Regions from separate parts of the Mus musculus genome. Here region 2 is linked to region 1. A link is a contact called in public promoter capture Hi-C data. All regions are on one chromosome and are shown on one strand. Each heading gives the region's core, a stretch centred on a gene start, on an enhancer-like site or on the middle of the called end of the contact. The rest is flanking DNA. Distances are from core to core; before and after follow the strand shown. Region 1 holds the start of Adap1 (ArfGAP with dual PH domains 1). Region 2 holds the start of 3110082I17Rik (RIKEN cDNA 3110082I17 gene).

Region 1 (5,623 bases), core at 2,395-4,894:
AAGCCGTCATCATACTGACTTCCTGTCCCATTATGTGTAGCTGAGGGAGGTCACAGCTCCCAGGAGCACCTGAGCCATGACACTAAACATTCATATCCAACAAGGGTACCTGGAAAGCAGATGCGTTAAAGGGTCCCCACCATTCCAACATCTGGGAGTCTAGGGTTGAGCCAGACTAGGGTACCCATCTCAGACTGGGGAACCCACTTTTTTGTTTGTTTGTTTTTTCAAGACAGGGTTTCACTGTGTAGCCCTGGCTGTCCTGGAACTCACTCTGTAGACCAGGCTGGCCTCAAACTCAGAAATCTGCCTGCCTCTGCCTCCCAAGTGCTGGAATTAAAGGCGTGCGCCACCACGGGCACATACTTTTAATCCCAGTACTCAGGCTGAGAGTTTGAGGTCATCCTGAGCCTGGTCTCAGAGCAAGCTCCAGGAAAGGCAGGGCTACACAGAGAACACCTGTCTCGAAAAATCAATCAATCAATCAATAACAAACAAGCAAATAAGAAGCCAAGCCACTGGGACTGGAGAGATGCCTCAGCCGCTCTCCTGCAGGGGATCCAGTTTCAGTTTCCAGCTCCCATATGAGCTCATAGCTGTCTGCAATTCTAGCTGCAGAGCATATGACACCCTCTTCTGGTATGTGCAAGCACCAGGCGTGCATGAGGTACACATATAAACATATAGACAAGACCCTCTTATACTCATATAAATTTTTACATCTTAAAAAAGAAAGTCGGGGCTGGAGAGATGGCTCAGCGGTTAAGAACGCTGACTGTTCTTCTGAAGGTCCTGAGTTCAAATCCCAGCAACCACATGGTGGCTCACAACCACCTGTAATGAGATCTGACGCCATCGTCTGGTGTGTCTGAGGACAGCTACAGTGTACTTACACACAATAATAAATAAATCTTAAAAAAAAAAAAAAAGTCAAGCCAAGAAGCTGGAAAGATGGCTGTCAGTAAAGTTCCTGTTGTGCTAGCATGAAGACCTGAACTTGGATCCTCAACACTCATGGAAACCTTGGCTCTATAAGTCTAACACTGAGGAGGAAGAACTAGAGCATCCCTGGGGCAAGCTGGCTAGCCAGCCTGGCTGAACTGGTCAGCTCCAGGGTTCAGTGAGAGACCCTGTCTCCCCAAATAAGGAACGAAGTGATAGAGGAAGTTACCCAACATCAACCTCTGGCCTCTACATACATGTGCACTGCACACACAATGCACATGTATACATGCTTACACCACACACACAATGAATCAAACAAGAAGCAGATGTTTCACCCCCCCCCCCTCGAGCTTTCTTCATGGCCCATATCAGTTCTTGCGTTGTGACCTTAGAAACAAACCCTGTCAGGGGACCATCAGCTTGTGATAATGAGAAAGGAAACTGTTGGGAGACAGGGCTCGCCTCTGCCTTCCTCAGAGCAAGGACAGCTGCCAGCACGGCTGGGTCGCACGATGGGACTTCTGGGTCCTTGCACAATTCCTTACTCAGGGTTTCACAGCACAAGCAGGCAGTGGAGAGGGGAGGCAGGGGGCTGTCACTGGTCCTTAGAGACCAGCTACTAGGCTGGAGTGGCCATCCTGACTTTCAACAGCTCTGGGCTCAGTTCCCAGCCTCTGAGCCTCTGGTGGCAGCTGCTTGAAGACCTACTGTGTGTAAGTTCCTGCACTCACTGGGTGCTGCAGGAGGCACTCAGCCGTCTGAGGCACTTCCTACCCAGTGTGGCCATATGCTCTGAGGAGGCAGACGCCTGGCCTCTGGTTAGATGCCCAACCCAGGCCTGGGAAGTGCTAGGGTATTGGGGCTGGGGTCTACAGCCGAGACCTGGACAGCAGAGGAGAGGACTGGAAGGGCAGAGAAGAGGAAAGCTCAGATGGGTGAATCATCTTTGCTGGCAGCAACACAGGCCTGAGACGGCAGGGTGCAGGCTCAGGCCTTGCTGCCTTTGAGCTGTCCTTGATAGGCCTCGGTCTGGCCCCAGGAAGGAGCTTCCTCACTGACAATTTGTTCTCTTTAGGGAGATGGGGTCTGTGTCTCTTTGTCTCTCGGGTTTGCTGTCACTCTAGTTCTGTCATGCATACGTGTGCCTCAGTTTCCCTGACTATAAAATGGGGGTTGAATAAGAAAGCATAGGTGGCACTCCATGCTTGTTATTTGAGCACTCAAGAGACGGTGGCAGGATTGCTGCAAGTCTGAGACTGACTGGATTACTAGAGACCTGGGACACAACTACTACCATTAGTCTATTTTTGTCTTGATTCTGTATTTTTGTTGCTTGTTTGTTTGTTTGTTTTTAAAGACTGGGTCTCGTATAGTCCAGGTTGTTCTCCTCATACTAGATGTGTAGCTGAGGATGGCCTTGAACAGCGGATCCTCCTGCCTCGACCTCCTGGGCACTGAGAGTAGAGGCATCCGTCAGTACTCCTAGGTTCTGTGGTGCCGAGGACACAATACGCAGCTCGGTGAATGCTGGGTAAGCTCTCTATCCATTGAACCACTTCCCCAGCCCCCAGCAGTCTGCATTTTGCTTCATTCTCCAAGCTCCTGCTGTGTGCCAGGTCTGGAGCCAGGCTCCAGTAGGCTTCAGGAGAAAAACATTAGATCCGTTAAACAACAAGCCTACAGCGCCACCGGCCTCAAGACCTCCAAAATGTGCATTGGGGCAGGTTGCATGTTCTGTCTCCTGATCCCAAAACAAGTTCTGCAATGGCATGACAGCCAGGTCAGGAGGGACAGATGCCCCTGGCAAGACAACAGCCTCAGCAGAGGGCCACCAGGTGGAGTCGGCCAGGATTGCAAACGTTCATGACATCAAAGTAGACACTCAGAAAGACAATGTGCAGTAAAGCAGCATGACATACGTGGTGGGACAAAACGGACCCTTCCTCCCCAGGAAGCAAGAGAGAGCATAACGAAGAGGCTAGGGTCCCAACAACCTAACTTCCTCCCAGTAGCCCTGACCACACTATAGCATCACCGTGGGGACTGTGCCCTTAACCCAGGGGCCTTTGCGGGGCAGGGAACACTGTGGGGCCAAATCATAGAGCAACCAACACCCTGGCTGTGACATATTAGCAGGAGTAGACTCTCAGGAGGCTTTGGAGATGGCTTTCATTTCTCAGTTGGGTGTGGCCATTGGCTTCTAAATGGCTACTATTGCGTTTATAATGGAGAAAATGGAATTTGAAAAGAAATGCTAGGGCCAGTTAAAGAAGCAGACACCCGGCTCTGGGAGGGAGCGGGCCAGAGATCAGGAAGGGTGTGGCCAGTTCTTGTCCTATCTCTTGGAGATGAGACTATAGACTTGGACACGTGTGAGGGTGGAGCCCTTCGATCCTTTTAGTACTGGAATTTGTCATTCATAGGTAGGGCTAGCCTGAGCTGCCCGCGACCTCAGCTTCAACCCAACAGGCACGCTTGCGTGTTGGGTGGCCCATCCTTCCGCAGCGCGGGTTCCCTGCGACCCCGCCCCAGGTGGACCCGTTGAGGCCGGGCTCTCCAAGAGGCCGCTCCCTGTCCGCGCCGCTGGGGGCCGCCCGCGGGCCGCGCCGTCCCGGGCGCGCCGTGCGTTACTCCCCGGTCCCCGCGCGCGCAGCTCCGCTCAGGGCGGCCCCGCGCGGCGACACGATCGGGGCCGGCGCGCGGGCTGAGCGGTGGCGATGGCGCAAGGCGGGCGGCGGGCGCGCGGCGCGGGGCCCTAGCGGGGCGGGCGTGCTCGGGACGGCGCGGTGGCCGCGCAGCCATGGCCGGGGAGCGGCGCCGGGCGCTGCTGGAGCTACTGACGCGGCCGGGGAACACGCGCTGCGCTGACTGCGGAGCCCCGGGTAGGTGCGGGACGGGCGGAGGCGCGGGGTGCGGCCGGGTGGACAGGACTGCGTGGGGGGCGCGGGGGATGGGGACGCGCCACGCGCTGGGTCCTGGCTGGGTTGGGGCGCGGCCCGGGTGCACCTGCCGGCGTCAGGGACTGGCAGTGGTGAGGCGCAGCATCCGGAGGGCACCTCGCGGGCTCCGTGCGACCTGTGCCGCCGACTCCCCTCCCCCGCCGGGCTGCGTGTCACGCTGTCACCCGCAGCCGCCTCCCCTCCCCAGCCTTGCGAAACCTTGGCGTCTCGGGGTATTAAAAAAAAAGAGGAAATCAGCAGGGGCGGTTGGCTTGCAAGGAAAGCGGCCAGTGAGCCCAGGGTGTCTGCCAGGGAGTATGGGGTCCACCTGGTTCCCAGCTACCTGGAGATGACGTCATGGCATCCCTGCCTGGGGCCACCGTCTTGTACAGACTCAAGGCTGGGGGAGGATGCAGAGCCTTGGGTGGCCCTGTGAGGACATTCTGGCCATGTGCCTTTGGCTCTCTCTACCTAGCTTCTCTGGGATCAGGACAGTCGGGGACAGGTGGGAGTCATAGACGCATATGTCAGACATCTTCCAGACTTTGTCCCTTGGTTGCTCCAGGTTTGGAAGGATTTGTAGGGGCCAGAACACAGGGGCTCAGGATTGGCTATGGAAAAAGGGCCGGGTTCTCTGACCAGCTGGCAGGCTCTGAGAGCTGGCCCTCCCAGGCCGATCCTATCTGGGTATGCAGGTGGGGACAGGGCATTTCAGGGATATCAGGGGGCCCTAGCATGAACCCCTCAGAACATACCAGGAATCAATTCCTTGGGGACTTAACTCTATCTCCCTGAGATGCAGGCGGAAAGCCTGCAGTCTGTAAATAGGACCTCCTTCCCATCTCTCCCCCACATCCCCGCCTCTGGGCTGAAGAGTGCCAGCCTGAGGCTGAGAATCTGCTAGCCAATAGTAAGTGCATGCCACCCCAGGGGCCCTGGTGTCCCTGGGAGGAGACATTGACCAAGCTTCAGTGGGAAGTAGGCAAGATGAAGTAGCCCTTTCCTGGTCTCTTGGGGCACCGCAGGGCCCTGACGGTGGTGCAGCGGGGTGGTGCCTCCCTGGTGCTATGTGGTACTGCTGCCAGCTGGCCTGGCTCAGTGGACTCTCCCCACCTCCCTCTCTCAGACCTGCCTTTCAACTTGTTTAGGAAAGCTGGCTATGCTGGAGTCCCCTGTAAGGAGGGCTGATGGGTTGCCCAGCTTCCAAGCCTGACTTGTGGGGGGGGGGCAGCAAACCCCACGAGAGAAGCTGGCCTAACCTCGTATTCCTTGGCCACCCAGCCAGAACAGCTTTTACTTTCCCTAGACCTCCTGGCCTGAGCAGGAGGAAGAAGGGGCTTCCAGAAGGCTCAATAGGAACCACCCTACACCATTCACCTATGTAATGTCCTAGCAGCCCTTTAGCCAGTCCCAGGCCACTGGCTGCCGCAGCTACTGCCCTCTTGGGGCCCAGCCCTTGCTGGCTGTAAGCCAAGCTGCCCATTTTCAGACTTGCCTTATAATAACAGCTTGTTTCTCCCCCTCCCCCACCTGCGAGGCAGATTAAGTATGAGGCTTGTTTCCATTTTATGAGCAGGGAAACTGAGGCCTCAACAGCTTGAACTCACTTGGGTGTCCACAGGCTGCCTGGGTTTCCTGATGCCCACTCGGGGCCCACACGCACTGTCTATACAAACCTCCCATTTTTGCCTAGCTCCTGGGCTCAGCCACAACGCCTGCCTCGTGACTCCGATGGCAGG
Region 2 (5,307 bases), core at 282-2,781, 140 kb before region 1:
TTTTCAGAGTGAGTTCCAGGCTAGCTGGGGCTAAACAGAGAAACCCTGTCTCAAAAAAAAATAAATAAAATAAGGTATCCTTATACAGAAAGATTGTTACCTGTTATCTCTGTGTTGGCCACTTTCACAGCAAATGCCAGCTGAGCTAGAGTTCTTGATTCTCAGCCTGTTAGAGGCTTCAACAAAACTCAGGTGAGGGAGTCTGTCTTTTCTCATTGCTTGATAATTCCCCTCTCTCTATTCTGCATCACAAGGAATTTACTGTCTCCTCTTAGTTGGCTAGCAGCATCAGCAATAAATCACACCCACTCCATCTGTAATTTTGTCATTTTGAAGCAGGGTCTCACTAAGCCTTGGCTAACCTGGAACACACTATGTAGACCAGGCTGGCCTCACACTTGTAGAGATCCACTTGCCTCTGACCCAATGCTGGAATTAAAGGCTGTTGTGGGGTACTCTGAAGAGAAGACTGCTAGACATGGTTTAAGCCAATAGAAAATCTTTATTAGCTGTCCAGCAACTACACTGGGTGATGGAATCCTAGTGTAGCACTGAGCCTTTTTCCAGGTGATTTTTTAAGCACTAAAACCATGTTCCGAGTTGACACACAGTTAAAAAGAAGAGTAAACCAGAAGTGGAACTAGAGAGGCTGGAAAGCAAGGTTAGTGTGTGTTGAGACTTTCCCAGCACTATATGGACTCTGATGGACTAGGCCCTTGTTTTAGTTTGGGCAGGTGGTGCTGTCTATGTGCTGCTAAGTTTTACAGCCTCATGGTACTTCCAATGTGGAGTCAGTGTGCTAAGGTCTGGTGGCCTACTAAGGTCTATGGCCCTGTTACAAGGCCAGTGACAGCTATGCCAGACCCTTTACATTACTTCTTCACTACTTTGTGTGTGTGTGTGTACACATACATATATTATGAAATGTACATATTTACTTATTTAGTGTGTGTGTGTTTAGAGGTCAGAAGACAGCTTGTGGGAATTGATTTTCCTTCCGATTTATGGATCCTGGACATCAAACTAACGTTACCAAGCTTTACAATAAACACTTTTACCGTCGGAGGCATCTCACTGGCCTTTATGAATCTCGAGAAGACCCCGAGTTTCTGATCCTCCTCCCTCTATCTCTTTGGTGCTGGGATTATAGGCTACAACAGGGTCCGACTTTGAACTCCCTACACAGCGGAGGATAGCCTTGAACTCCTAATCCTTCTTCCTAGCTTCCCTAGGGCTGGGACGAAAGGCGTGCACCTCCAAGCCCGGCACCCCTCGGATATTCTAACTTTACCTGCTGGAATTCTCTGAGAGGTGTTCTATCTGTTCAGCCCAGCACCAGCGGCCAGAATTCGGCCGCACGTGCCCACGCCACCAGGTGTTGCCCTGGCAACTGACTGCGCTCTCAGCTCAGAGAGATGACGCCAATATCCTGCGCCAGGGCTGCGCCCTCCCATGCGGCGGCCATTGGCTGGCTGGAAGATGGACGCCTTCCCGATCCAATGGATAGCGCTGATCTTCTGAGGGCGGGACGGCGCGGAACCTGCTGAGCTGGTGGTGGAGGCGCGTGGCAGAGGTGTGCGAGAGTGGGAGCTGCAGGTGCGTGCTGGGTAGGGTGGGGTGACGGGGGGTTGTCGCATCCGCCCGGGGAGACGCGGTCCTGGGCCGGGCTGTGCGTCTCTGCGCAGCTCTCCACGTGGATTTCCAGAGATCTATTCAACCACCCACCTACCCATTTACCCCTGTTGATACAGGCGACCACTTAGCCATTCGTCCACTCCTCCGTCTACTTAAACGTCCATCCACTCCTCTACCCAATTATCCATCCGTCCACCCACCTATTCATCCAGGCACCCACCCATCCATTCATCTATATCCTTCATCCACCCACCCACTTATTCATGCACCCAACAGTCCTTCCATGTATCCATTCTTACAAGTTGGGTGTGGTGGTACACAGCTGTGGTCTCAGTATCCTGAAGGCTGGGACTGAAAAAAATTGCCGCTAGCTCGGTCTAGCCATGTCTTCTAAATGAGACTCCGTTCAAAAAAAAAAAAAAAAAAAAAAAGATTCTTTGGGTTCCTTTTCTGTATCGGTGTCACTCAAGGCTCTGGGAAGAAACGGGGGCCAGAATAAGAATCCCAGATCTAGGGAGCCCAGGTTTTTGACTGTAGAAGATCTCTTACTAATGGTCTTAGGTACCATGGAGATAATTTAAGGGAGTCTTGTTCCTTCTTTGAGCTTGCTGAGGCATAGTCTTTCTGGTTTCTGCTGCTGCACTGTGTACCCCAGGCTTACCCCCCTGTCTCTGCCTTCCATCTCACCATAGGAGAGACGAGACGACAGATTCACACACTGCATCCAGCTTTTTATGTAAGTCCCAGGAATCGAACTCATATTATCAGGCTTGTTCGGCAGGTGCTTTTACCCACTGAGAACTCCTAGCCCTCTGTCTTCTTATTTCCTTGCTGCATGAAGCAGCAGTCAGTGCCTCTGGATTTCATTTCCTAAAGGACTAGTGACATTGGGCATCTTTTCATGTTCTTCACTGTTTGTTCAAGACCTTTGCCCATTCTAGAGTTTGCAGTGTGTGTGTGTGCCAGAGGTCAACTTTAGGTGGTCCCCAGCAGCCATCTACCTTGTATGTGACAGTGGACTCGACAGGCTAGGCAGGGACGGAACTCAGGTCTTCAGGCTTAGTGGCAAGCGCCTTTACCTGCTGAACCATATTGCTTTCTCCCCCTCCCCCACCACTTCTTTTGTTTGGTTTTTGTTTTGTTTTTTGAGAGAAGGTTTCTCTGTATAGCAAGCCCTGGCTGTCCTAGACTCCCTTTGTATACCAGGCTGGCTTCGAACTCACAGAGATCTTCCCACCTCCGCCTCTAGAGCTCTGGGATTAAAGGTGTGCACCACCCCACCTGGTGCCCAAATTCTTTTATTGTATAATTGCCAGAGTTATTCTGTGGTGGTGGCCATGCATGCCTTTAATCCCTAGAGGCAAAGGCAAGTGGATCTCTGTGAGTTTGAGACCAGTGTGCTCTACAGAGGGAGTTCCACAACAGCCAGGTTATGGAGAAACCCTGTCTTGAAAAGCAGAAAAACAAAAAGAGTTCTTCTCAGGCTCCACCACATGCAGATTTCCTGCCTGTAATGTGTGAGACAAGCACTGCTCTGAGTTGTCTTTACTTTCTTGCTGGCACTGTTCCCTGGGAGAAGCTTTTAAATTTTGTTTTATTATTTTCATTTATTTTTTAAAATTGCTAATGTGTGTGTGTGTGTGTATACCATGTGTGCGTAGGATCCCATGGAGCTCAGAAGAGGCGTCAGATCTCCGAGAACCGGAGTTCTCAGTGGGTAAAAGCACTTGCCGCACAAGCTTGAGGACCTGAGTTCGATCCCTGGGACTTACATAAAAAGCTGGATGCAGTGTGTGAATCTGTCATCTTGCCTCTCCTATGGCGAGATTCGAGGTGGTGATAGGAGAGTTCCAGGTAGCTGTGAGCCACCGTGTGGATGCTGGGAACTGAACCTAGGTCCTTTGCAAGAGTTGTAAGTACTCTTAACCTATGAGCCATCTCAATAGCTCCTTTCTATTTCTATTTTTAAGTGTGTGTGTGTGTGTGTGTGTGTGTGTGTGTCCAGAGGTGTTGGATCTGGAGCAGGAGTTACAGTTGATTTTGAGCTGCCTGAGATGGGTGCTGCCAACTTGGGTCTTCTGCAAAAGCTGGTAACCAGTGAGCCTCTCTCCAGCCCAAGGACAGAAGGTTTTAGTTATGAGGTAGTCCAGCTTATTTTTCTCTTGACTATCTAGTTATTGGTATTTATTTAATGTATGTGAGTACACTGTAGCTGTACAGATGGTTGTTGGGAATTGAATTTTTAGGACCCCTGCTTACTCTGGTCAACCCCGCTCGCTCAGGCCCAAAGATTTATTTATTATTATACATAGGTACACTGTAGCTGTCTTCAGACACACCAGAAGAGGGCGTCAGATCTCATTACAGGTGGTTGTGAGCCACCATGTGGTTGCTGGGATTTGAACTCAGGACCTTTGGAGGAGCAGTCAGTGCTCTTACCCCCTAAGCCATCTCGCCAGCCCTAGCTCCTGGTATTTTACCTGAGAGAACACAGTGTTCTCCAGGGCCATGAGGGCTCATCCCTGGAGAGTCTAGCAATCGTAGGCTGACCTGTTAAATCCAACTCCCAGCTCTCAGGAGGCAGAGGCAGGCGGATCTCCGTGAGTTCAAAGTCAGCCTGGTCTATATTGTGTATAAACAGAAGTGTATTAGGCTTGGACTCTTTGACATGTGGGGCTTGGTCCGCCCTGCGTGAGTTCTGAGTGCATACTCACTTCCCCCGTGACTCTTCAGCAGTCTTCCAGCAGCTGGTGGATAGAGTGCTCTTTGAATTGTCACGGTACCCTTGTTGAAAGTCACTTGACCACAAACAAACGCAGATGCTCACTAGAACAAACCCTCATTGCCTCAGTTGGGAGCTGCTGTCTCTTAGAACCTGGTAACATTAGAACCATCTTCTTCGCAAATAGACTTCCTGGTTAACTTTTTAACGCTAACTTCCAGGGTGAACGCAGGCCTCGCTTCTCTCCTAAGTGGTGTGTAAATATTTGCTGAACTTGCCTTATTTCTCTGACGAGGTAATTGGCTGGCGTCACCACCCCTATTTCCAGTGTCCCTGTGTCAACATTTTCTCCTTCTTTTAAGATTTCTTATTACATTGTTAATTGAAATTTGTAGCCTCTGGTTTCAAATATTCTTCTTCTTCTTTTTTTTAACGGAGGAGGCTTAATTAAAAAAAATAGAGAGAGCTTGGAGTTTTCTGATTTAGAATAGTATAGTATTATTTCTGTGTGCTGTCGTCAGAGACTGACTGCCCCAGCGGAACAGGGCTGCCCTGATGACATTACCTCACACACGAGGGCTATATGACTGCGGATTTATTCTCTGGGGTGTTCTCAGCTTCTAGATCTCTTCCATCCTTCATGCTGACCCTCCTCTTTTTTTTCGTCTTTTCCTTTCTTTCCTTTCCTTTTTTGTACTAGGGATTAAATCTGCCACCTTTCTTTCTAACCACTAAGTTGATCTCCAGCCTTATAATCAATCTTGGTTTTGTTTTGTGGTTTTAAGTTCTCACTTTTGAGTTCCAGGCTGGTTCTGAGCGTCTTATGCTCCTCCGTACTTCTGCCTCCTGAGTGCTGGGATTGCAGATGTGTGCCACCACGTGAGGCAGGCTCACAGTTTAGGATGATGGCCTGGAGCTAGTGACAGTCCTCCTGCCTCAGCCTCCCAGTG

What was found. Promoter capture Hi-C pulls out the DNA fragments that hold promoters and counts their contacts.
Region 2: a contact with region 1 is called in a promoter capture Hi-C map of second pharyngeal arch cranial neural crest. The contact joins the promoter of 3110082I17Rik here to the promoter of Adap1 in region 1. A contact is called at or near these places in 20 of 39 promoter capture datasets (3T3-L1-derived adipocytes, the C10 cell line, the HPC-7 cell line and 15 more), 7 of 484 Hi-C or Micro-C datasets (Sertoli cells, bone marrow-derived macrophages, cerebellum and 4 more), 5 of 115 datasets of contacts at active chromatin or transcription factors (bone marrow-derived macrophages, embryonic midbrain, embryonic stem cells and 1 more) and 3 of 9 other capture datasets (adipose tissue, liver and pancreatic islet).

What each region holds. Positions count from the first base shown.
Region 1 is chr5:139,323,485-139,329,107 of GRCm38.p6, reverse strand. It overlaps Adap1 (ArfGAP with dual PH domains 1), which reads left to right and starts at 3,644. Exons shown (of 11, transcript NM_172723.4): 1 at 3,644-3,827. The coding sequence starts at 3,746.
Region 2 is chr5:139,456,758-139,462,064 of GRCm38.p6, reverse strand. It overlaps 3110082I17Rik (RIKEN cDNA 3110082I17 gene), which reads left to right and starts at 1,531. Exons shown (of 5, transcript NM_028469.3): 1 at 1,531-1,596.